4 separate regions of the Mus musculus genome follow, and all the other regions are linked to region 1. Evidence: chromatin contacts called from public HiChIP or PLAC-seq and Micro-C data. All regions are on one chromosome and are shown on one strand. The core of a region is the stretch at or near the end of the contact, and the rest is flanking DNA. Distances in the headings are between cores, read along the strand shown.

The links. Hi-C and Micro-C count contacts between places; a contact is called where the count stands out from the background. HiChIP or PLAC-seq counts read pairs in DNA pulled down with a chosen protein or histone mark.
Region 2: a contact with region 1 is called in a Micro-C map of embryonic stem cells, with 5 times the contacts expected there. The contact joins the promoter of Gpr75 here to the promoter of Stc2 in region 1. A contact is called at or near these places in 6 of 39 promoter capture datasets (embryonic stem cells, stem cell-derived epiblast-like cells and trophoblast stem cells), 11 of 484 Hi-C or Micro-C datasets (embryonic stem cells and neural progenitor cells), 6 of 115 datasets of contacts at active chromatin or transcription factors (embryonic stem cells and stem cell-derived neural progenitor cells) and 1 of 9 other capture datasets (embryonic stem cells).
Region 3: a Micro-C map of embryonic stem cells shows a contact between it and region 1, with 1.7 times the contacts expected there. The contact joins the promoter of D630024D03Rik here to the promoter of Stc2 in region 1. A contact is called at or near these places in 3 of 39 promoter capture datasets (embryonic stem cells and stem cell-derived epiblast-like cells) and 1 of 484 Hi-C or Micro-C datasets (embryonic stem cells).
Region 4: an HNF4G HiChIP or PLAC-seq map of pancreatic cancer cells shows a contact between it and region 1. The contact joins the promoter of Chac2 here to the promoter of Stc2 in region 1. A contact is called at or near these places in 4 of 39 promoter capture datasets (the SN4741 cell line, embryonic stem cells and neural stem cells), 7 of 484 Hi-C or Micro-C datasets (the AML12 cell line, cardiomyocytes, cerebral cortex and 3 more), 8 of 115 datasets of contacts at active chromatin or transcription factors (astrocytes, embryonic stem cells, pancreatic cancer cells and 1 more) and 1 of 9 other capture datasets (embryonic stem cells).

Annotation. Positions count from the first base shown.
Region 1 is chr11:31,368,648-31,371,678 of GRCm38.p6, reverse strand. Stc2 (stanniocalcin 2) reads left to right here and starts at 1,618. Exons shown (of 4, transcript NM_011491.3): 1 at 1,618-1,967. The coding sequence starts at 1,817.
Region 2 is chr11:30,883,915-30,886,945 of GRCm38.p6, reverse strand. It overlaps Gpr75 (G protein-coupled receptor 75), which reads right to left and starts at 1,588. Exons shown (of 2, transcript NM_175490.4): 1 at 1,404-1,588. It also overlaps a transcript of Erlec1 not described here.
Region 3 is chr11:31,823,088-31,826,118 of GRCm38.p6, reverse strand. D630024D03Rik (RIKEN cDNA D630024D03 gene) reads left to right here and starts at 1,572. Exons shown (of 4, transcript NR_102314.1): 1 at 1,572-1,826.
Region 4 is chr11:30,984,772-30,987,802 of GRCm38.p6, reverse strand. It overlaps Chac2 (ChaC, cation transport regulator 2), which reads left to right and starts at 1,438. Exons shown (of 3, transcript NM_026527.3): 1 at 1,438-1,691. The coding sequence starts at 1,557. The region is part of intron 1 of Asb3 (ankyrin repeat and SOCS box-containing 3); the gene reads right to left.

The DNA of each region.
Region 1 (3,031 bases), core at 369-2,868:
GGCGCATTACTGCAGAATGCGCGGGCGAGCGGGAAGTCGGGCAAGGACGGGGGTTGAGAGTTGGTACCCAGGCTCACCTGTTCTCCAAGACTAGGGTGGGGACTGCGGGGGAGGGGCAAGGAGTGCCAATACCGGACGAGTGCCATGTGGCGCTAGGTGGCAACGCTCGCCTCTCCACCCTCCCCCAATCAAGCTGGCCCCCCGAATTACTCCTTCGGGTTTATGAGGCCAAGAGCAGCAGTTCCTGTCCCGGGCCCAGCGCGAGGGAGACGTGAGCGTGCACACGTACACACACAGCAGGGAGGAAAGACGCTCCCGGCAGCGCCCAACTTTCTCCCCGCTTCCTCCAGCAGCGGAGATTGCAGCTGAAGGCGATCTGATTCTCAGGGTGCTTAAGGAGGGGGCTCCAAGAAGAGGAGAAAAAAATAGAAGGTCCCAAGATTTGGGGGGTGGGGTGCTTTAATTTTACATCAGAGGACTGCAGAGTAGAACAAACAAACAAACAAACAAAACCCGTAAGTGGGCCGAGTGGCATTTGGAGAAAATTGAAGACTGTATTTGGAGACGCCTAAAGTTGCCTGTCAAGCTCTGGCCTCTTGGGCACGCGATGGTCTGTGGCCGCCTGACCCAAGGCTGCCTGGGCCTCCAGGCCACCAGCCAGGAAATGATGCAAATGAATTTTCACCTGGTGAAATGAATTGTCACTTGGATCCCTGAAGCCCAGACAGGAATCCGTCTGGACTGGAGGAGGAGCGAGACGAGACGCCCCAGGTGTTATTGGACCCATCAAATTCAGGCAGAAAGTGGGTAAGTCAATCAGGCCAGCAGCTTCCACGCCTGTCCTCAAGCGCCTTTAAATAAAACAAAAACCAAAAAACCCAAAAAACAAAACAAGCGTCAGGACGCTTAGGAATTCCCACCAGAGTTCAATTTGCTCGCACCATCTCTGTGACCAGGTATCTGTCCTAATCTGTTCAGGTCTCCTGGCTGAGAATGTGACTGTGTTCCAAAGAGGAAACTTTCCCAGCTGGATATGAACCCTGGGGACTCTGTCCCTGTGAAGACCGACTTCTCCTGCCCCCCACCCCCCTTTTTTTAGTTTTTAGTTGCAAGTAGAGTTGGCATCCGCTTTAATTTTTCCCCCTCAGTCCATTCGGCCATTGCCCCGGAGCACACGCGCACGCGTCTCGCACACACACACACACACACACACACACACACACACACACACACACACACACCACGCAAACGCGTGCCATTGCCCCGGAGCACACGCGCACGCGTCTCGCACACACACACACACACACACACACACACACACACACACACACACACACACACACACACACACACACACACACACACACACACACACACCACGCAAACGCGTGGCCGCCGCCAGGTCTGCAACTTTGTGGGGCGATCGCGGAGGCGCTCCGCTTCCTCCCGTAGAAGTTGGCGCAGGCCCCGCCTCCCGCTGTGTTGTCAAACGGGCCGGGGTCTCCGATTGGTCCAGCCTCCGGGACAACACCTGCTCGACTCCTTCATTCAAGTGACACCAGAGCTTCCAGGGATATTTGAGGCACCATCCCTGCTATCGCCGGGCACTCGCGGCGCGGCTAACGGCCTGGTCACATGCTCTCCAGAGAGCTACGGGAGGGCGCTGGGTAACCTCTATCCGAGCCGCGGCGAGGAGGAGGGAAGGGGCCAGCGAGGAGGAAGAGTGGGAGGAGGGGGAAGCGGCGGAGGAGGAAGAGGAGGAGGAGGGGCGCACAAAGAATCCAGGTCTCCAGGCGGGAGGGTGATACCCAGAACCATGTGTGCGGAGCGGCTGGGCCAGTTTGTGACCCTGGCTTTGGTGTTTGCCACCTTGGACCCGGCGCAGGGGACGGACTCCACGAACCCTCCGGAAGGTCCCCAAGACAGGAGCTCGCAGCAGAAAGGCCGTCTGTCCCTGCAGAACACAGGTAAACGCGTGCGCCCTGCAGCCCAGAGCTGCCGGGGGAGAACAGGGTGCATGCTCGCGGCGCGCCGGGTGCCTTTAGCCCCAAGCCGGCGACCCGAGCTCACCCCGGGCGGCACAAACTCTCCGTGGCTCGGGACGTGCAGAGGGAAGAGCGAGGCGAAGCGAGGTCTGGCTCGGGCTGCGAGAGCCGGGGATCGGCACGTGCTAGCAGGGTGATGAAATGGCTGAGGCAAGACTTGTTGCTAGCCTTCCCCGGGGCTGAGGGGAACCGAGGCTGTGCCTGACGCTGCTGCCAGCTCCAGCCAGAGTCCCGGGCCCGGAGCAGGGCGCACTTCGTCACGCCTGGCCCGTGCGAAGTACCAAGGGACCCCAGAGCTGGGCTCGCCCTGCACCCAGAACTTCGTTTCCAAGCCGGCCAGCCTGGCATGTACTGTCTCCGTTTTCTCCAAAGATGCCGGACAGCCCAGAACTTTGCTGGCCAGTTAGGAACTTTTCCTTTGGGGGAGGGGGTTCGCAAAGCGTACCTCTGCTGCTGCAGCCATGCTCCTAGCCAAGTCAGCACGGGAAGAACTGTTGACACGATCCGAATCGTGCGCGGCCCTGCTCACCAGCAAGCTGCAGTGCAAAAGCCTGACGTGTGGCACACGGGGCTGGCCTTCTTCCCAGCTCCCGGGAGAGAAAGAAACGTGTCTGCCGCTCGTCTCCTTACGCCCCCACCCCCGCAATTCCTCGGGGGCCGTGTGAAAGCGGCGGCCGTGGCGTGCGTGCGCTCCTTGCCTGAGCCGGAATGCACAAGTGCTGGTCAGGGTTCTCCAAGTGAGTGATCGCTGCCCTGCTCGCGACCACGCGTGGAGTCAGTTCAGCCTCTCACCCCCGCTTGTCTAGGCGCACAATCAAGGGTTCCTCGTCCGCCCTGCCTCCTCTCGGGTTTAGGCACCCCTTCACAAGCACAAGCTCGTTCTCATGCTAGATTTCATCTCATACAGATTTTTCGACTCGAGCCCCGCCCTTCTTCCAGAATACACTTTCCTCATTGTAATTTTGCGGTTGGTTTAAATCGTAGAA
Region 2 (3,031 bases), core at 339-2,838, 480 kb after region 1:
GTCCTTGGCATTGGTGGCAAATGCCTTTTCTGTGGAGACATCTCACCAGCTCAGAATGCTGGGTTTAAGTATACTTATTAACCATGATAAGATAGAATGAGCAGAGTATAATGACACATATCTGGGGAAGCTGAGCCAAGAGGATCAAGATTACAAAACCAGGCAGGACTAGTCTGGACTACATACATATAGTGAGACTTTTTCTCAAAATGAATTAATATACATCTGATTACAGTTGCGGAAGGATGTTGAGGTAACTGGAAGCAAGAACGAGGAACTCCTAACAAATTGCTTAGTGTCAACTCTTAGTAAAATATGGATGTGGCCTTTAATCTCAGTGTTCATGAGGCAGAAGGAGGCAGATTTCTGAGTTGGAGGCCAGCCTGATCTACACAGTAAGCTCCAGGCCAGCTAAGGCTACATAGTGACACTCTGTTGCAAAACAAATAAACAAAAAAATATGTGAAAAGCTGGATGTGGTAGCCTGTAATCTCAGTCTCTCAAGAGCATAAAGGCAGTATCACCTACTTGAAAGCCAGCCTGAGGGAAGGAGGGAGGGGGTCATGAGTAGGTGTAGGGAGGGACAGGGGGAAGAGAAGGCGGGAGGGGGGAGGGGCGATGGGTCTCTAATACTGTGCTGTTTGTTTGTTTGTTTTATTCCCATTCTAAAAGTTGACGGACTGAGGGAGCTGAAGGGCAAGACCAACAGAATCAACTAACCCGGATCCCTAGGAGCTCACAGAGATTATTAATTTTTGAAGCAAACGTTAGGACACTTACAAGTTAACTCATGACCTTGATTATTTCATTGTATTCCAACCCCAAATAAATGCCGAATTTCTTCATGGAAGGCTTTTTTTTTTTTTTTTTTTTTTTTTCCACAGCCCTCACACAAAACTAAGTTCTGTCCCATTCCCACTAATTTGAATGGATCTAGAAAAGCACGGGGAGGCTAAATAACTTGCCCAAGGTCAGTGAGATATTTCAAACCTCCCATTGTTTCTAATCACCTGAACTATCTATCCATTGAGGCTAATAGCTGATGGGGTGGGAAAGATCTGGGTCTCTGGTGGAGGGATAAGGAGTCTGTGGAGCACTGCGTACTATCGTACTATTGACTAAAGGAGTAGGAGATTGCAGGTTTATCCCCAACTGTGATTGGTAACGGGTAGGGGGCTCCCTAGAACTGGAGGAAACACAGGCCTAGGCTAGTCCAGGGATGCTTGGACTCCGCCTGGATGCAGGCAGTGGGTTGTGGTCTGTGTAGAGCTTACAGCAAGGCTGCACAGGAACACAGGTGCGCAACCTACCAGGCCAGGCCAAGCTTAGCCTTCTCCCCGCTCCCGCTCGCCTCACAACCCTGGTGTGATCCTCCCGGTCTGGGCTTGCGGCCTCTCACCTACCAGCTGGCCTCAGCGCCGCCCTTCCTCCTCCGTGTCGCAGTAGTGACCCTATCTGTGCCCGGTGGCCTGGAAGCTGCCGGGCTAGAGTCATCATCGCCATCGCTGCCGCCTCCGCGCATCCCGGGAGCCTAGGCGAGCCGGGCGCGCGGCGCAGTCACCGAACCCGGGGCGCGGCCCCTCCCTCTGACCGTGGCCGCCCCGCCTGCTCGGCACCCTCCCTGCCTGCCCGCCTCAGCCTAGTGGGAGTGCGCTCCGATATGCCAGGGCTGCCTGTGAATTGGCCACTGACCGCTGATACACAGCAAGGAAAAAATGAAAACCAGAGATGCCAGGCAGGAGGAGACAGCTGAGAGTGCCTGCGGAGAGCCTTCAAGCTGATCTCCTTGGCTTTCTAACTAGGCTGTCAGTTCCAGTTTAATAATTAAAGTCATTATGACAAATTGAATCGAACCAATTTCAACACACATATGTGTCTTAGGTCATAGTAAGTACGTGGTTGATGCAAAGTTAAAAAAACAAACAAACAGGTACTATTAAATACCGTGTTGGGTGTAAAAATCTTGAGAAGCAATAGTGTAATTCAGCTAGTCCTGTTTAAAACACCAGCATAAACCATTAGAGCGTTGCTTCTCATCTCCCAAAGTCAATATGTCTAAAACAACAAACCCACTTTAGCTTATATAAGAAACATTCCTAAGTATGTTGTTATGGGCAAACATACCCTGTTAACTCCTTCAGGATTTTAACCTGGTTAATTATGATCTTCTACTTTTCTAATCTCATCCAATACTTAAGAAATAGAGAATGCTATTCAAATGTCCCCCCCCTTTTTTTTTTTGGTTAGAAATCAAAGACTTTGATTCCATCCAGGTGAAATATTTCGTGGCACCATTGCCACTACAACCCCTTTCCGTTTTCTGTTAAGTTTCCTTTATACTTAATGTAATTAAGTATAAAATATAATAATACTAATACAATTCTATTAATTTTCCCATTTTTTACTAAGAAACATGTTGAAGGGATTTGTGAAATCCGAACTATGTTTAGGAAAAAAAATGCTCAAGAAAAACCCCCAACTAATTTTCACATAAATCATGTTCTACTCCCCAGACACTTGGCAATATACTGGTTCTAAGATGTTGTTGGTAAAGGTAACACTGGGCCCTAGAAACATTTGAAGAAAAAAAACACGAATTAGCAGTTAAGAGTGGGAATTCTGACCCAAATTATATGTCTCTCCAAATACATTAAATACTGCCTGTATAATTTCCATTTGGACATAAACGATAACAAAATGTTCAGGCTGAACTACTAGTAGCCATCAGTAGTACATACACCTGAGAGAAACCAACCTCATACTGAGAAAGACAAAGGCTCCACCAATGTTTGTGGGGTTATAAGGCAACACAAAATAATAACATGCACAAAATATGGCAGCAAGGATACTGGATAAAAACAGTGGCATACCAATAATGCAAAAGGCAAAGTCTGTAAAAGTTAATCATGGCTAACAATATGCTAGCACGTGAACAGGCAATAAACCCAGCTTTCCAGCACAATCTTATGGATGGCATGCAAAATAAGGAGCATTCTGGGAAAGTGCACATCAAGGCCAATAAAATGTCCAC
Region 3 (3,031 bases), core at 323-2,822, 450 kb before region 1:
CAGCAGTCACATGATAATTCAAAGCCATTCATAACTCCAGTTTCAGGATATCTGACTCCTGCTGGCTTCTGAGGACACCAGGCATACAAACAGTATGCATACATGCATACAAAACGCTCATACACATAAAAAAACAAACCTAAAATATGTGTTTATGTGTACATGAGTGTGTGTGTGTGTGTGTGTGTGTGTGTGTGTGTGTGTGTGTGTGTTTTGAAGACTCTCAAGTGCAAAGTCGTAAGTGGTTAGAAAGCTCAGATCTAGACAGCAGGATGGTAGCAGGCCAGAAACAACTGTCTAACCGCTGGCTGCTTTCTCTGACTTCTCGGGGGGCTGAGCATGGGGCTCACTGGTGCGTGTATGCTTAAGAAGTATGAGGTCTCCAGAACCCCAAAGAGGGTAAATAGATACTGCAATTGGAGGGCTGTGGCTATATTTAAACAGAAGGTGGAGGCAATATTCTGAGCTACCTCCGAGGTGGAAATACATTGGTTCCCTCCCATACCCTCCAACTCTAGACCCAGCATCTCTACCAAGAGAGGAAGTTTATCTCCCAAGCCAAAAGACCAAATATAAGCACTGTTTTTGCCTGACTTGCTTGTAAAAAAAATCTCAACTTCTGACCCAGACATCTCCTGGCTGTGTGTCCTTGGGCCCTCTCTGAGCTTGGACTACCATTCCCACTCTCCCAAAACTGAAACCAGGGTAGAATTGGGAATCTTTTTGAAGACTGTGAAGTGATAGATGGGTGTAAGGTTTTAAGCAGAAAAATATTATTTACTTGTTAAGCAGATTAAGACAGAGAACTCCAAATTGATAACAGGTATGTCTCTATTACTCTTCAAAGGACAGAGAGAAATCACCAGCAGACACCATGGGGACCTGGAAGCCCCTGGTTGTTCATAGCTTCACTACTGTTTAGTAGGCATAGGTCAGGTGGGGTCGGAAAGTCTCCTCTGAAATGTGCAGTCAGTTGTGTTCCAGGCAAACTCAACAATCATTAGCCATGTACTCTTGTTTATTCTGCCCCAGCCTGGAATTTGGCCTCTTACAAAACCCCAGCTTCAGGAGAACAGGTTGGGCCAAAGTGTGTCAAGGTGGCCTCCCAGGAAGATGCCGTGTGTTTGCTCAGCAGATGCCAAGTCACGCCCAGCACAGTGAGCCAGATGACCTCTGTAGACACCTATCTGAGAGCTGGGACCGACCCCCGGGACACTCCTTTCAAATCTGGGTGGCTCCACAGCTGTGTTGGATGGCAGGATGCCATGGTAACCACAGCGGTTTTTTGGCTTAGTCATCTGTCATTGGAACATCTCACGCAAACTGAGCAAAATGTGAAAATTGTGAAACTATGAGAATGGAGCAGCCACGTGCCATATTCACCTGCTATGCAGGGCTTCACCCTCTGCCCTCGGGAGATCAGGGGTGGAACACCCAGGCCAGGGATTCAACATAGATTTTGAGGGACACATGTACTGCTTGAGGCATATCTGTGTTCACGAATGGAAAATGCTCAAAACCGTCTCCCTGGCTACCCACAGTCACGTGCCCTGCTCTGATTTTTCCAGGGCAGGGAGTGCGACCTCGCTGCTGAGTTAGCCTGGCTCTTGAGCCGGGCTGATAGAAACTCCCCCAATCCCCACTTGTTTCTGTGTTTAGGGTTTGGCAAACTGGTGTTTTCACTCTCAGGGGCTAGCTCCATTTGTCTGGCCACTTTTCTGACTACAGTGCTGGGTACTGCACCTTTACAACAAGGCTGTGAGGGCTGAGCACTCAGAGGCAGAGGCTGGGGGATCCCTGAGTTCAAGGCTACCCAGGGCTACGCAGTAAGTATCTCAAAAACTCAAATAATAGTAATAATTTTTTTAAAAACTAGAATAAAGTTCTTGGGTTTTAGCAAATGTGGGAGGTGAGAATATTCATATGCTACCCTGGGGGAAATAGCTGAGCCTATTTCCAGTTGGGGTAACAAAACAGGTGTCCGGTTTTCCATCTCTCTTTCAAACTTTCCTACCTTAAGGAAAGGGCATTCAGAAGCCTCATCAAGGCAATTTTGTTGGAAAATTTGGTCTCATTTTCTGAAGCTAAAGCTAGATAATGCTTTGTTCAGCAATACCGTGTTTAGCTGTCCTCATGGGATGGGTGGAAAACAAGGGGGCTTTCTGGACCTGTTTACCTGTAGCATAAAGCCTTAGTATGCTTTGTGCTAGAACCTCCAAGTAGTTGAATTTCAGTTGGGGATTTTGTTGTAATTCTCTTTGCTTTTCCTCCTCCCCACCTTTTACCAAGTATAATCTGCTCTATGACTCTCCCTAGCCGTATCCCAGATTAATTGGGTCAGATGCTGGGGTGAGGCCAGCAGTGTGTGACGAGCCTTGGTGGAGAGAAAGAAGACTGTGGCCTTCAGGCACAAAGGCAGGAATATTGCAACCCCCATTCCGTACAAGCAGCAGCCCCCACTAATGACAATGGGTTCCACGAAAGCCACACTCTGGAAGAGGTACCCAAGTGGGGCTAGCCACAGAGCTGGAAGACTGTCTCAAAACCACACAAGGCCGTATGATTCTAGAATGCAAGTGGTAGCTGTTCGCCCATGTAGTTCGCCCATGTTCGTCCTTGCAGTTCCAACTCATCTTCAGCTCTACTGAAAGCTGACAGCTCAGTCTTGAAAACCCAAAGCTCTGCTCCTGCTATCAGGAGGATTCCTGCATCCATTTATTGTATCCTCCATTCCAGACTGGACTCCTAAACCATGCCACGCCCTATCTGGGCACCAGGGCTAACAAGGTAACTAAGAAATGATTGTCACTTGCAGGAAGCTCATGCAATAGTCACCTTGGGCCTCAGGGAGAGATGCAGTGAGACAGGGTCAGTCTAGATTAGGTGAGCAGAGACCCTTGGAATCCTTGGGAAACAGGTGGGCGGGAACTGCTAGTAGACAGAGGTGAGCTGGGATTTTTCAGGGTTGCAGCATTGTGGTTCAAATGCCTCCTTTCCTCCATTGCTGTTTCTTCATTGTCGGTTTCCATGG
Region 4 (3,031 bases), core at 189-2,688, 380 kb after region 1:
TATTTTAAAAATCCCTATAACTTAGGAGGAATTTTTTTTTTGCTTCCTTACTATTTATATCACTATAGCAACATTTAGGACATCAGCTTGCTTTTCAGTGGGGTGCCAATCAAAGACAAAAAACAAAGCTCTGTTCTTTTTGGGGGGAGGGAGTGTATATATATCACTTAATTTTCAATTTTTGAGAAATTCAAATACATAAAATATTATAATCTTAAGAATACAAAGAACACAACCCAAAGGAAGACTAAGAAAATATGTTTCCCAATAGTCAACAGTGGTTCTACATATTTTCCCACTAGTGTTTTTATCTAAAATTTAAGGTGTCCTGCCATAGTTCTGCAAGAATAGAACTGTCTGATGGGGAGGCAATGAAAATACTTAAGAGTTAAGAAGGAAATCCAGGAAAAACAATACATTTTAAACTAAATATAAGAATTCTCCTCAACCATCCAAATTAAGTGTTCAGTAAAGAATATTCATTATCCTCAAAGTTTCTTATTAAACAAAACAGCAGCCATTCACCTGAGAAAAGAAAAGGATTCTATAAGCAGCACTGTAAAAGCCACTGGTGAAGTAATGTAATGGGAGAGTGCACCTGCTCGTCTCTGAGCCTCCGAGATTAAGACTGAACAAACTGTTCTTTGAAGTTTAAATAAGTGGTAGGTTTCAAAAGTGAGAAAAATGGCTGAGGTGCCTACTTAACATCATAATAGGCACTGACTGCCAAGTTCTTCCTGCATCCTTCGGTCCTGATCTATTTCAGGACCCTCCTGCTGGCATACCCCAACCCCTACTCTAAACTTTTCCATCCCTAGGGCTGGGCTGACCTTCTAGCAGCAGCCCTTTCCTATATAATCCAACCAAATCCCTTTTGAGCCTCCAGGCTGCTGCACCTAGTCCCTCTCTCTCATCTTTCTTTCCCTCCCTCTTCTCACATGGCACAGCTCAGTTTGGTCCTGCCCACTGTGAACTGTTCCAGATGTCTCTTACTGTATAAAAACCTCTCTCCTTCATCATGCTTAAACAGTCCCGTTCTTCCCCCCCTCCCCCCAATCTGATAAGCAACTTCCATTAGAATCCAGTTGCTTTTTCACACACATAAAACTACTGTTTTGCTTCTATTTAAAAGCAAAGGACACAGGACTTGGTCATACAGATATTATACTTCCGGGATCTGCCACTCTGGCTGCTGTTTGATGTGGGCAGCTAGCCAATTTTCAAAGCACAACAAAATGACTACGTGCTAATTGTGGTGCCCTATAAGACAGGAGTCCTGCCTTTTCTCCTCTTTCAATTCTCACTAGAAAAAAAGGTGGGAGGGGTGCTGCTCCAACTCGAGAGTCGTAAAACTCTAAAGAATTGTGGGTAATGTAGTCCCCTGCCTCCCATTCCCTACCCCCACCCCTCCCGCACCATAGAAGCTCTGAAAACCCAGTGTGCTTTGCGCCGCACATCAGGCGAAGCCAGAGCGCCTGGCACTGCCCCAGCAGCCGGTTACTCCCCTCGGTAGCAGTCTCGTTCTGAAGTCCGAGTGCCGGTCAGGGTCCAGAAAGATGTGGGTGTTTGGTTATGGGTCCCTCATCTGGAAGGTGGACTTCCCCTACCAGGACAAGCTGGTTGGTTACATCACAAACTACAGTCGGCGCTTCTGGCAAGGTAGCACGGACCACCGCGGGGTCCCAGGCAAGGTAAGGAGCCAGCGCCTCATGCCCACCTACCCAGCAGAGCACTGGAACAGGATAAAGCTCTCAACTTCATTGGCCACCTGCCCTTGCCTCTCTCAAGAAGTGGATATCCTTAGGCCGCTTCAGAAGCCAGTAATTAGTTTCTAAAGCAGAAAGCACGGGCACAGGGAGCTCGCCCAAGGCTGAAGTGGCCAGGACAGCACCCTTATCTTGGCAACCTCTGCCACCCCACAAAATAATAAAGTTGAATTTTCATGTCACCACATGGTCAGTGTGTAAATTCGTTGATATGTCTATATTATGCCAGGTTTTTACTGGTCTGAATTTATATGTGCCTGTAAATTTCCAATTTATGTTTCCAATGTTTTAGTTTTAAAATGCCTAAGATCATGAAAGAACTAGTTTCCAGTCATTCCAATTTTTATGCCCATGGTGATTTTTTGATTGAGAGGTATAAGCAAAGTTATGTGAGGTTTGCAGTTCGTTCTGAGTAATGAATTGAAAATCTCCATTATTTGAATGTTCCTTCTCCATAGTTCTCTTGAATTATTAATGTAAATACAAATCATTGGATCTGTTTTTCAGTTCGGTCATATAAAGCATTCAGCTCTCCAGGGGTTCAGAGTGTTAGAAGCAGCTCACTATTTGCCTTGGCTACAAAAAAAAAAAAAAAAAAAAAAAAAAAATCTGTGGAAAAAAAAAGTTAAACAAGTATGAACTAGTAACTTGTTTGGTTAATATCTAACCTTTGGTTTTGAATGTTCCTGTGTTCTCCAACATACTCTTAAAATTAGCCTAGTCTGCTGGTACAAAATTGTAATCCAAAAGAATATCACAAGTTCAATACTGGCCTGGACCTCAAGCTCAGAAACAAGTCTGGGAATATAGCTTAGTAGTAGAGTTCTTACCTAGTGCATGCAAGGCCCTGCCCGAGTTCAATTCCCAGCACCATTTTTAAAAAATACTCTAAAGCATAATATTCTGAAATACTGGAAACCAAGTATCAGAAGAGATTTTAGGAAAGGGAAAGATCACAGTGTGTACCTGCTCAAAAGATACAGGCTTTAAATCAGGAAGAGCATCTGAGGTAGAACCATTCTAACTACAGTTTGTCAATTTAGAATTAAGGTAGACTTTCCTGGCCTGGTGGAACCCAAACAGAGGCCAATGTTTATTTACATCAACAGAAACACCATAACCAAAGAATTACCAAGACTACTATAAAACAATATTTAAAATATTAAAGAATTAAAATAAATAAAATGCCTTTTAGGTATATATATGTATGTATGTATATGTATGTATGTATGTATATATATATATATATACCTTAAACTAGCTTT